Linked DNA regions of Mus musculus: region 2 is linked to region 1. A link is a contact called in public HiChIP or PLAC-seq data. All regions are on one chromosome and are shown on one strand. Each heading gives the region's core, a stretch centred on a gene start, on an enhancer-like site or on the middle of the called end of the contact. The rest is flanking DNA. Distances are from core to core; before and after follow the strand shown.

The links. HiChIP or PLAC-seq counts read pairs in DNA pulled down with a chosen protein or histone mark.
Region 2: a contact with region 1 is called in an H3K4me3 HiChIP or PLAC-seq map of fetal liver, with 4 times the contacts expected there. The contact joins the enhancer-like site here to the promoter of Ampd3 in region 1. A contact is called at or near these places in 2 of 39 promoter capture datasets (HPC-7-derived erythroid cells and embryonic stem cells), 1 of 484 Hi-C or Micro-C datasets (bone marrow-derived macrophages), 6 of 115 datasets of contacts at active chromatin or transcription factors (bone marrow-derived macrophages, fetal liver, large pre-B cells and 2 more) and 5 of 9 other capture datasets (adipose tissue, embryonic stem cells, liver and 2 more).

What each region holds. Positions count from the first base shown.
Region 1 is chr7:110,765,083-110,771,439 of GRCm38.p6, forward strand. It overlaps Ampd3 (adenosine monophosphate deaminase 3), which reads left to right and starts at 3,124. Exons shown (of 15, transcript NM_001276301.1): 1 at 3,124-3,297. It also overlaps B430319F04Rik.
Region 2 is chr7:111,000,803-111,007,159 of GRCm38.p6, forward strand. No RefSeq gene overlaps it. Among named protein-coding and RNA genes, the nearest start is that of Mrvi1, 22 kb to the left of the region's middle. Within about 2 kb of position 3,844, at least 17 of the 459 cell types and tissues checked have an H3K27ac peak or open chromatin away from gene starts, as enhancers often do. A contact at or near this core is called in fetal liver, where this site is marked.

The DNA of each region.
Region 1 (6,357 bases), core at 1,874-4,373:
GCATGCCCATTGCATTGGGGATATCCACAGGAGCCTGGTAAAGGGAATGGCACCTTCATTCTATGAATCTACCATGGGAGTTAAGGAATCCTGAGCCCCTGTTCCTTCCATGTCTTGCTGTTGAAAGAGCCATTCCTGGGCAGATCCAGGGCAGTCCACAATTGTTGGGAGAACCTGATTGCCCAGAAGATGCCAAGCTTCCTGATGCTAACATTTGTGAAATCCTGTCTACTAAAATAAGAACGTGTTCACAACAGTGGTCAACTTAGCTCATGGTGAGGCCCGCCAGTCCACCGTTGACCCTGCCTGATTTACAGCTGAAGAGTGCTTGCTGCTTGGGACCCATCACTCACTCTCTTCTTGACCAGCTGCCACAATAAAGTGGAAGGGAGAACATGACACAGCATGTCAGTAACATGATTAAGAAATACCCCTAAAACATGCTGGGGGCTTTACAGCACTTTATAACACAGTGCTGGGGACACAGGGAATCTTGGCTACTGCTCAGAAACTCAGTGACCATCTCAGGGCCAAGAACTTGATGGCTATGGAATTTACAGATGTGTCTTTTTAACAAAGGGGAATATATATCCTATTATGTAGAAGGAATACACACACACACACACACACACACACACACTCACACAATGTCTTTCAAGTAAAGGGGATTTTTTTTTTAAAGGAGATATTTTAATAAATGAATCATACGACAGGAATTTCCATAGAAAGTGGCATTTGGACTGTTCCTGCTATATAAGTTCAATGGAAAAATGAAACGTGTCAACTTTCCCCCTTTGTCACAATCTGCACGTATGTGTCAAAGCCAGAGGTTTTCCAGTGTCTTCCTCAATGGCTCCCACCTTCATTTGTGAGACACTCACCACTGAAGCTGGAGCTTGCTGAAAGTGTGTCTGAAAGCATACTTAAAAAACCACAAACTTTTTATTGATTCTTTGTGGGCTTCACACCATGCACCCCAATCCCACTTATTTCCCTGTCCCTCCATATCTGCCCTTGCACTTGGCCCAAAGAATACAACCAAACCAACCAGCCAAACAAAGAGAAACCATCTTGCTGTGGAAGCTGTGATGTGTCACACTGGGTACCACATTGTATCTTTTTGCCCACCATCTTTACTTGCAAATGATCTGGTTCAAGGTCTCTGGCTTCTGCTACACTATAGATACTGGCTCCTCACCTGGACTCCTCTTGGATACTATGTTGAGGCCCTGTGTTTTAGAGATCCTGCAGCTTTGGATCTGTAGGACTGGCCCCTTCACATGTTCTAGCAGTTCATAGATGGGGTAGATGTTGGGGTGGGCCAACTCAAAGTACTGGGTCTGGGCCTGGATGGAAGCTGAGTTGGTCAGCTTTTTGCCCAGGCGAGGGGTAGGGCCAGCTCTTCCAGTTGCTGCATCTGATGAGAAACAGGGCCAGCTCTGCACAGCTCTCAGATGTCAACATGGCTTCAGGTGACAGTCTAGACCAGGGATGTCTACATCAGAAGCATACTTTTTATAATCTTACAGATTCACTATCTCAAATTTAAAATGTCACATATTTTAAAAATAATTGCAAGGATAGTTGACGAAATACTCACTGAGAACATTGATTTCAGACAAAATCATTTTCCTGTGACCCTTCACATTTACAGAATTGGGAGGTGCTATTTGAGCAGAATTATAATTTAATAAGTGCAGAGACAGAGTTCTGTTTATCTTTGGGTATCTATCTTCTTAGGAAACAAATAACAACAGCCAGAGTCCTGGAGAGATGGCTCAGCAGTCAAGAGTACTTGTTCTTGCAGAAGATCCAAGTTCCATTCCCAGAATCTACTCGGTGACGTATAACACTCATAACTCCAGTTCTAGGGGAGACAATGCCCTCTTTTGACTTCCTCATGCACCAAATACACAGGTATGCACAGACATATATGGGAACAAAAGGTTCATGCACATAAATAAATCTAAAAAAAATTAAGGTTCAGCAAACTAGCTAGCTTTTTGTTTCTGTTTCTGTTTGTTTGTTTTTCTGTTAGACAGGGTTTCTTTGTATAACAGAGCCCTGGCTGTCCTGGACTTGCTTTGTAGACCAGGCCGGTCTCAAACTCAAAGATAGCTGTATGCTGCTTGAGTGCTGGGATCAAAGGCATGGACCACCAAGCCTGGCCTAGCAAACTAGTTTAATCACGGTTCTTTCACCAAGCCGATCATGGGCAACTTTAAAGCAAGAAGAAAAAGATGCAGCATACTATTCATTAAAAGGAAAATAATTTTCTGGGTTGATGGTATGTGCCTTTAATCCCAGCAGTCTGGAGGCAGAAGGAGGGTCCATATAGCAAAATCCAGGTGAGCCAGGGCTGCATAGTGAGATCCTGTCGTATTTTTAAATTATTGCTTCATTTTTATCACATCTTTAACATTTTAAGTGTGCTATGTAATGTATATTAGCAGTCATGTGAGTATCATTGATAAATATGTAGATTGCAAGCATCAGGCTATGAAGTAGAAAGAATAAAATTTGGTGCTTAAATGAGACAGCTGTGAAGTGAATGAAAACTCACAGTAGCAGTAACTCTGTGAAAGAGGCACAAGTCAAAAGGTGGCTCCCCAGTGTGGCTTAAAGTGGGGGTGCTTGGGTGAGGTCACTGGTCAAGACTAAAACCACCAGCAGGCAATTAGGAGTTGGGCCTAGGAATCTCTGGTTGAGATGCACCTGCCGCTCTAGAGTATTCTGGGCCTAAGAGTTTACTAGCTTATCAGCAGGCAGGAGGCCATTAAAACCACCTGGATGGGCCTGGATTCTCTGAGTTAGCTCCAGAAATGATCCAGGGAGCTGGCATCCCGAGACTCCTCGGAGCAGGAGCAGCATAATGGAAAACCAGGCCATGGAGGCTAAGAAACCGGTCACTCTGTGGAAGTCTGTGGAAGCCAGCGGCGGCAGACACCCAGTGCTAACTTTGGGAGCTGTGTTCCAGGAAGGAAGGCGTGGTCAGCAGGCTGCAGTGCTGGGAAGAGGTGAGCAAGGGTGCACAGAAAGCTCCCGCTGGCCTTGGCAACTCAGAGGTCATTCCGGACTTTGAGGGGCTGGCATAGAAACTAGACCGCAGAAGGCTGGGAAGCAAGGAAGTGTGTGTGTGTGTGTGTGTGTGTGTGTGTGTGTGTGTGTGTGTGTGTGTGTGTGTGTGTGTGTACACGCGCGCGCCCGTGTGTGTTGGGAGGGGCGGGAAGGTGATTCAAGGGACCGGTCCAACACCTGGAGAAAACCAACGCTTGCTGGTCGGTTTAGCTACCAAGAGTAAGTGTCGTGGAGGGAACCATGCCTCTAGAATCTCGTTTTTTGGGGAAAGTCCTGGTTGGGAGGGGAGGAGGAGGTGGGCAAACACCTCGAGGCGCAGCAGCTAGATTGGTGGTAGGGAGGCTCAGAGCGGGTATCCCTGCTGGCATCTGACCCGGGACAGTGTCGCGGCCCCACGGAGCCCGGGTGGAGCCGGACTCGCTTCCGGCCGAGGACAGGGAGGCTGCCGCGCCCGGGTGCTTAGGTTTCCTGCTGGCAGCGCGGCCCAGCGCCTCGGGTAGCTTCGGGTCCTCCAGGTAGTGCGCGATCCCGCTGCACAGGCTCTCTGCCCCGCCACCGGGCCCTGCCGCACAGCGCTCAGCCTGGTCCCCACCAGTCGCGGGCTCCTGCGGGGCGGGCACGGGCTGCAAGCGCGGCCTGGTCGGGTCCAGCTCCACGTACCGGGCCGCGCAGGCGTCAGTGCGCTGCTGCCGCTGCCCTGTGCGCCCTGCCCGGCGCGGCACCTGCGCTCCAGCCCGGCAGCCGGCCCCCATGGCCCTGCCCTCCGAATCCGGTGAGTGCGCGCGATGCTGCGCCGCTGACCTTGGGCCGGCGCTCTGTGCCCAGTCCCCTCTGTGCTCAGAGACCAGAACCTCCGCAGCTCCCACCTCCAGAGCCTGTTCCCCGTCCCTACCCAGCGGTGGCCTGGGTCCTGGCCTCTGGTGAGCCTGCAGCACCTCTGGTTCCTGGCTTAGAGAAAAATCTCAAGATTTAGGGAAATTAAAGGAACCGGGCATGCTAGCTTTTGAGCTCCTGGACAAGTTTCTAGGTGCCTGAGCCTCACTGGGTGTGTTGGGCTGGGGTGAACTTCTAGGTGGAGGCAGAGGTATGGACCAGATGATGAGTCCGTTTGAGGACCCCTTTCTTACCTCCTGTCACTGGGCAAGTCACTGGGAGTACACCCTTGTGCTGTAGTAGGTTGGTTCCGCCCTTGAACTTCCTGCAGCTGCTTTAAGAGCAGATCTGCTAATGGCTGGTCTAGGCTGGCAGAGGCCTGTGATGCAAGTTTGAGAGGCCCCTTAGTAGATGTTTTCTAACGGGAGTGTCCCCAAACTGCATGTGGCTGGTGAGAAATAAGCAAAGTTACTGGAGTAAAGCTGACAGCAGTATGCCCAGTATGGTCCTGAGCAGTTGTGGGCTGAGCAGGGACCTCTTTAAGAAGACATGCTTTGTACCCTAGGTACAAAGAGTCAATGCCAAGTTGCAGGCAGCCGTGGAGCCTCTGTCTGTTCCAGCTCCATCATCACCTTCACCTCAGAGGAAGTGTTGACTGCAGACTGGGGGAGTCCGCCTGTCCAGGTTGCAACTTGGAGGGACTTGGCTTGCTCTGAAGAGGCTGGTAGTACCTGGTCCTCTCTAGGTGGGCTGGTGTGAGACTCTAACCTTTCAGGCCTATCCATCCTTAGCCCAGCCTCAAACCTGAAATCCTGAATACAGGCGGACTGGCTCTCACCAGCATTGTGTTCTTTGAGATAAAAGGTTTGCTTTTCCTGTTCTTACTCTTGCTGAGTCCCTCTTCAGATGGCCTCTGAGTCAATCCCAGATCTTGGCAGTATCTTGGGCAGGTGAAATGTAGGCTTAGAATTAAGTTGGAATATACTTTTCTTTCCCAAAGCAATTCAGTGGCCTGTTTCTGTTGTCAAGTATATTAATCCCTATTTCCTCCATGTGCTGTCTGCAGTTCTAGAAGAGACAATGGCTCTGCCTTTTAATCCACAGTATGAGGAGCTGATGAGGGTGCAGGCTGATTGATGGCTGGAGTCCAGGATGTGCACAGTCCCTAGGAAGAAGCAAACTATAGAGGAAATGACCCCCCCCCCCCATGCAGCTTCACATTTAAATATGGCTTCTGTCTCCCTGTACCACATAGGAACTTGGGAGAGTACCAGCTCCACCATGGTGTTTGATAAATGTCAAATAAAAGGAGTCAGTGTCTGGATGAAACTTCACATTCGTTTTCCCTGCTGGATTCTCTTGTATCTGATGTCAGAATGATGAAGAAGATAGTGATGCTGACAGCTAATACCTACAAAGAACATATGCTGAGCTAGGGATGAGTCTAAACAACTCTCATGTGCTGCCTGACTAATCATGGCATCTCATGGCATTGCCATTTCCATTACTCTTCTTTTATAGGGAATAAAAAACCACGGAAAGTTTCATCATCTGCCCAAGGCCATATAAATAAGTGGTGGAACAGGATTCAAAGCCAGGTAGTCTGGCTTGAGTCTATGTGCTTAACCATACACATGGCTGACTCTCGAGATCACCACAAGGAGATGGCCTCTGCTTAGACCATTCCCTCCTCTGTTATCTTATGTAAATATCTATTCAACATGTGTGTGTGTGTGTGTGTGTGTGTGTACTGGGTACTTAGCACTGTGGTATAATCACAAATAAGATAGGTGATGTGTGCGGACGTGATATTTACCAGGTGCCCAACTCTTGTCACACACATCTCAGAAATGAGAAGGAAATGGGCCCCTCTGGGCAAGCCTGTGCCTTGCCTTTAGAGAGTAGAGTGGTGTGTTTCATGATGAGACATAATTTGATTCCAGCTTTTCATGCCAGACACAGACAATTAAGTGATAAAAACGAACACGCCCTGGTCTCTGGAGTAGGAGATACAGGCCTCCCGTCTTGTTATCATAGGTCATCCCGAAATCCACTCAGGAGGGTTTGGGAAGGACATGGGGAAGCTGGGGAGTTGGTTCAGTGGGTAAAGTGCTTGCTGCTCAAGGTTGAAGACCTCAGTTCAGAGTCCTAGAATGCACAGAGGAAGTGGGTGTGTCAGTGTTCTCCAGGAACCCCCAGCACTAGGTGGATGAGACAGGCTGATCCTGGGGCCTCCTGGCCAAGCTAGCTGAATAGAGACCAGCTTAGTAAAGAGATCTTCTCTTAGAAAGATAAGGTGGAGAGCAACTGAGGGAACTGACATCAACCTCTGGCCACACATGTTCCGGTGAATACACATGCTACTTGTACAACACACACACACACCACAATCCTCCCCCACCCCCA
Region 2 (6,357 bases), core at 2,594-5,093, 240 kb after region 1:
TCCAGGCAACTAACCTCCTCCACAGGTGAAAACAACCACTCACTTCTCGCTGCCTCGCGTGCATGTGTGTGGGTGCATGTGTATATGTGTTCATGTACATATGTGTGCACATACACATGCATGTGTGTATAAGAGGTCAATGTTCAATTTAAAGCATTGTGCCTCAGGAGCTGTGCATCTTGATTTTGAGCCTGGGTCATGCATTGGCCTGGGTCTCACCTATTCAGCTAGGCTGGCTGGCCGGAGAGCCCCAGGGATCAGCTTGTCTCTGCCTCCCCAGCATAGGGACTGATGTGTGAGCCACCACGCTCCGGTTCTGGGGATGGAACTCAGGTCTGCATGCTTATACAGCAGGCTATTTCCTGACTGAGCCATCTCCCCAGCCCGTCTCCCTGCTTCTCAATACTGGCTTTCCTATACGTAGCCATCACCGTCACTCTCTGCCTGTGCTTCCATGTGCTTGCCCCTTGTCACTTTTCACCCTGGAGAATGTGAACTCTTAGCTTAGGATCATCTATAAGATCCCACCTATGCATAACTGCCAACATAACATGGATAGTCAATAAATTCTTGCTGAATCTGAGCTGAGTTAGAAGATAAATTAGTGGATCTGGGGTGGTTCTGAAAGGATAGAACCTGGCTCCAGGTCCTCCACAAAGGCAGCACAGACTCCAGAGTGAAGATGGGGGCTAAGTCACAGCATCTCAGGCTGGGCCAACACCCAAGGGTTCAGCACCAATCCCCAGGGGCCACCAGCCAGGGGTCAGGATGACCAGGACATTGCTATCATATTCACAAACAGACCCCTGACCTGATGAGAGGCAGAAATGACAACTGTCCAAAGGACAGGACACCTGTGTGCACCTGTGAACACACCAAATATTTAAATGTCCCACTCTCACCCCTGTCTCTCAGAGTAGAGCTTCCCCAAATGTGGTTTTCCTTGGGGAGCAACCAATACATTAGGATCCAGCTAATGGCATAAAGATAGACTGAGGGGCCGGGGTGTAGCTCAGGTGGTAGAGTGATCATCTCGCATGCATGGAGTTCTGGTTCAATACTCTATACAGCCTAAGTTGAGCATGGTGGCCTGCTGGCCCAGAGGTCCCACATGGACACCTGGCTTACATGTGGCCTGCATGACCCTTGAACGCTACCTCATCCTTCTCACCTTCTCTGTTGCCACTGTTTGGGCTAAGAGAAAACAGAGAAGAACAAAAGAGCCTTTTTCCAGACTCAGCTTCCTCCACACATGAGCTGTTCGTCCTAGGGTGTGACTAGCATAACGCTCAACAGAAGGGCTCCCCAAGGGGTTCCACAAAAGTCCTTGCAGTAACCAAGGCCTTAGTAAAACTTCTGAGAGTGTTAATTACAGTTACGAATTGTGCTGTTACCCCACAATTCACATGCATAAGTCCTGGTCCCCAGTACCTCAGAGTGTGACCTTATTTGGGAATAAGGTTGTTGCAGTTGCAGATGTAATTAGTTAAGATGAGATCATTAGAGTGGGCCCTAGTCCAATATGACTATTAGTTTAAAAAAGAAAAGGATATTTGGGCACTGAGAGTCCCTCACAAGGAGTGCAACACCTCAAAGAGAGACAGAAAAAGAAGCCGTCTGAATCAGGGCCTTCCCTCAGAAGGAGCCAACCCCAGAATGCTTTCATTGCAGCCAGTGGAGCCATGAGATAATGAATTTCTGCTATTTAAGCTGGTCAGCCTGTGGCAATTTGTTACAGTAATCTTAGCAAACTAGTGCTACATTAGATGTTTTTCTAACTGTAAATCAGACTTATCGATGTTAGTTAGCTTTATGTTTATCTTTACATTAACCCAAAGAATTTGGGTACTTTTATTTATTCTGCTTATCCAAACGAGGACTCCAAAGTTCTTCTGAAAGGTTAAGAAGTATCTGAGGCAAAGGTTGCTGAGTCACTCATTATTGAACTCTGCTGCCTGTCTCTGGAGCCCTGTTCTTTGCTCTTTGTCACACACTGCTGTTATGGAAGAGATTCCTTGTGAGTAATCTCATGTGTCTTAAAGCTCACAACCTTAATCTAGCTCCAGATCTGAGGGCAACTGCACTCACATGTGCACGCACACACACACACACACACATGTGTGCGCGCACACACACTCCACAGCCTTCATGTAGACATGCTCAAACACTGTTACTGTCAGCACAAACAGGCTTCCTGCTCATGCTGATGAGAACACATACGGCTCCAAGCTGGTCACACAAGAGCTGGGTCAGCCAGCATATCAGTAAGGGACGGCAGTGGAGGCCAGGCTGCCAATGGGAGTCAGGAAGACGAAGCAAGCAAGCATAGCAGGCTTGTGTCGTGGGATCAAAGCCAGAGTAAGCATAATTGGGATAAAAAAGAGGAAAGTAAAGGCTAGGAAGGCGTGGCAAGAGCAATGTTACCTGCACAGATGAGGCAGGCTAGGAAAAGCATGTAAAATGATACCCCACCCCTAAATAAAGGAGGCTTGGAGAGTTTTATCTTGAACCTACAAATATTTATGTGGGGTACTATGGAGTCTGGCACATTCCTGAGCATGTTTAAGATATGTGCTCAGTTCAAGGTCATAACCCAAAAAGGAAAATGAGAGATGAGAACACCCTCCGGGGATTCTTCACTTATGTCAGAAAGATAACAGTCACCTTGGTGCCTGCATTACTTAGCTGCTAACAGTAAACCAGTGTTTATGGGCCTGGTAGGTAGGTCTAAGCTGTACAGAGTGAGCTGGGTACAAGAAGAAGGCCATAAGAATCCAGAGTGGGCTGGGCATGGTGGCGCACGCCTTTAATCCCAGCACTCGGGAGGCAGAGGCAAGCGGATTTCTGGGTTTGAGGCCAGCCTGGTCTACAAAGTGAGCTCCAGGACAGCCAGGGCTATACAGAGAAACCCTGTCTCGAAAAAACCAAAAAACAAAACAAAACAAAAAAAGAATCCAGAGTGGGAAATCTTTTAAAAGATGGGGGGAGGGGGAGGAAGAATCCAAGGTGGGCAGAAAACACATCAGCAGTTGGGTAGAATGGAGCATAGATGTGAGGGGCTAAAGGGGATGCAGAAATGGAGCATCCAGGACTCAGGAGGGCAAAAAACTGCAATTCAATGAAAGGATGGTTTTAGGGCTGGCCAGAAGTTCACGTGAGGAGCATCCCTCAAGGAGGATGATGCCCCGGGTCAGAAGTCACTGGTCTCAGGGGCCGACCTTCTTGGAGCTTAGTTGGGTGGGAATAAAGTGTAGTCAAAAGGGAAATAACTCCCTTTACAAATGAACAGAATGGAGGATGACTGTGCCCAGTGATCCCCCAAAAGTCACATAATGAGCTTACATTCATGCATCCTTGGTTCAAGTTTAAGTTCAGCATCTTGCCAAAACACAACCCCTTCCTTTTTCTTCTGATTCCAGGCCAGGGAGCATACTGACAAGTCCAGAGGATGTGCCCCCAGTCACTTCCTGGGGGAGGGGGTGTTCTAGCTGCTATCAGCTGGCCACAATTGCTTCCCTGTGTGTCTGTGGGCTCAGATATGGGCTTATGGGCTCACTAGATGGGGCCAGGCCAGCCTGCAGAAAGCTGGCAGCTCAGAACACATTCCTCCTCTGGGCTCTGCACATCTATCTTGCCAACACACTGGCATTTTCTCCAGTGTGTGTGCCTGCTTTGGATGGGCATGAGTAAACACTCTAAGTGTTAAATAGTCTAACATACATGTACAATATGAAAATAAATTTTCTAGAATAAGGCAAAATTTATGAACCTCATTTTAAGCCACGCCTATAGCAGAGAAGAAAACCACATTAGAAAACACATTGGCTATCTAAGTCTGGTAAATAATGGCTCCCTGGAACATGATGTTGAGACTCTAAGGTAGCCTTTAGATAACGGCCATTCTTGAAACCAGTGTGGAAGTTCCTCAGAAAATTGAAAATAGGATTACCATGTGACCCAGCTAACTCCTGAGCAAATGCCCAAAGTGAGAGAGATGTGGAAGGCAATCTTGTGAAGGGATAACTTGGATGGAGAACGAGGCACCACAGGCTCCTGCGACTCCTCAAAGAGTCCTGATCTGAGGAGTACAGGGCATTAGATCTAAGATGGCTCCTAACATACCCATGAGACAGCAAGAAGGAACGAGGCAGGGTGGTGGCTGCTTCCCCATCTTCACCAAGTTCTAATAAGTGATGATATGTGTGTGTGTGTGTGTGTGTGTGTGTGTGTGTGTGTGTGTGTGTCCCCTGCTCCTTCTGAGTAACCTCATCAGGCAGGGCTTTCATTGGGGCATGGTGACAGTGTGGCGAGATACAACTGGCCGAGGATTTAGCGGCTTGGCATTGCCTCAAACACTGGATATAAGCTTATGTGCTGGACAATAAATGCAGATCTGCACCCAGATGCTGGTCTCTGGAGTCTGATTTCCCTGGATTCATCACATGACTTCATCATCTCTCATCCCCCCCCCCATCCTCCATCCTGTTCCCACACCAAAGGACTCTAGATCATACTGTACAGATATGTGCACATCCATATTTCTTACTGCTCTATTCACAACAGCGAGGAAATGGAATCAGTCTAGCTGTTCATCAAAAGATGAATGTGTAATGAAAACGTGGTACACATATGCACACAGGATTATTCAGCTGAAGAAAAGAAAAAAAAAGTATCACTTGCAGGAAAATGGATGAAATTGGAAATCATATTGTGTCAAAAAATATCCAGAAGGATAATGTCACATACTTCTCTCATACATGGAACCTAAGCTCCCTGGGTACATACATGTATACACATATGACATAACAAGATCTGTGGGGTGGGAAGGAAGCAGGATAAGGACAGGAGAGGATAGTGGGTGAATGTGGTCACAGTTCAGGATATTTTGAACAAAATGTTATGAAGCCATGACTTTGTACAATGAATATTCACCAATGAAAGACTTAAAAGTCATGAGCTGAGGAGCCTGCTCAGTCTGGTAAAAGTGCCCGTGGTGCCAGGTCTGCGATGCTGACCTTAGAAGTAGGGTATGGTGGCATCAGAAATTCAAGACCAGCCTCAACTCTACAGAGTACATGAAACCCTGTCTGGAAAACAAACAACAGCAATGACAAGATGGAAGATAAACAGTAAAACCCCGTCACAAAGCCGAGGCTCCACTTCTGTCCCTGAACTATACTCAACATGAAATGCAGGCAGGCACTCCTTTAGACTCAGTGCCTCCCCCTCTTACACGCGTTCTCACGACCGGCCAGGAAGAACACAACAAACCAGAATCTTCTGCGGCAAAACTTTATTGCTTACATCTTCAGGAGTAAGAGTGCAAGCCCCCCTTTGCTTACATCTTTAGGAGCCAGAGGGCCAGAGCGCCAGAGCGCCAGAGCGCAGAGCAAGAGCTCTATTGTTTACATCTTTTAGGAGCCAGAGAGCAAGCCCAAAGCCCAAAGCGAAAGCGAAACCCCTTCCCTCTTAAGGAGAGTTATCCTTCGCCTAGGACGTATCACTCCCTGATTGGCTGCAGCCCATGGCCGAGTTGTAGTCACGGGGAAGGCAGAGTACATGGGGTGGAGAACTACCTTTGGCACATGCGCAGATTATTTGTTTACCACTTAGAACACAGCTGTCAGCGCCATCTTGTAACGGCGAATGTGGGGGCGGCTTCCCACAGTTCCCCCTTTTCTATTAATAAAAGCAATAGGCCACCCATATTAATGAGAGTGGAGATAGAGGTCAAATCCCCAGTGTGCAGGTAAAGGAGCCGTACACATAACCTCCTTCCAGGCTCATCACCTAGAGGGGTCCTGGTCTGGTCCCGTGTTGTTTTTCCTGGAGGAAGGACACTTGAACACTCAACCTTCTTGAAAAATGACATGTCTCCCTAGAATAGGCTCATATATGCCGCAGAGCCCTTCTACTGCAGTGCTTAGCCGTGCAACTCTCTCGGGCTGCTGAAGCACACTCACTCTATCCCGTGCAATGAGACTAGCCTCGTGGGGTGCAAGAGCTGAATGGCCAGCGACCTATTGCTTAAGCATAGATATATCAGGGGAAGCACCATGTTCTAGAGCTGCAAGCGCCTGGGCAATAACCACCTTGTCTCTCCTAGTTTGGGCCTTAAGCTTACAGACCAACCAAAGAAGCAACACTAATCCACAGCAAAGTGTATCTCCAAATAATATCAATCCCACCCATTCTTTAAAGAAGGAAAATGCTAAGGAGATCCAATTGGGTAATCCTTTGGTCAGGGACAGGTCCAAGCGCGTGGAGTTGACCTGAAGTCTCAATTCCCGAAGGATCTGTTCAAATTCAGCCGTCCAATTCTGTAACATATACTGAGAAAGACTTTTTGACAAATTA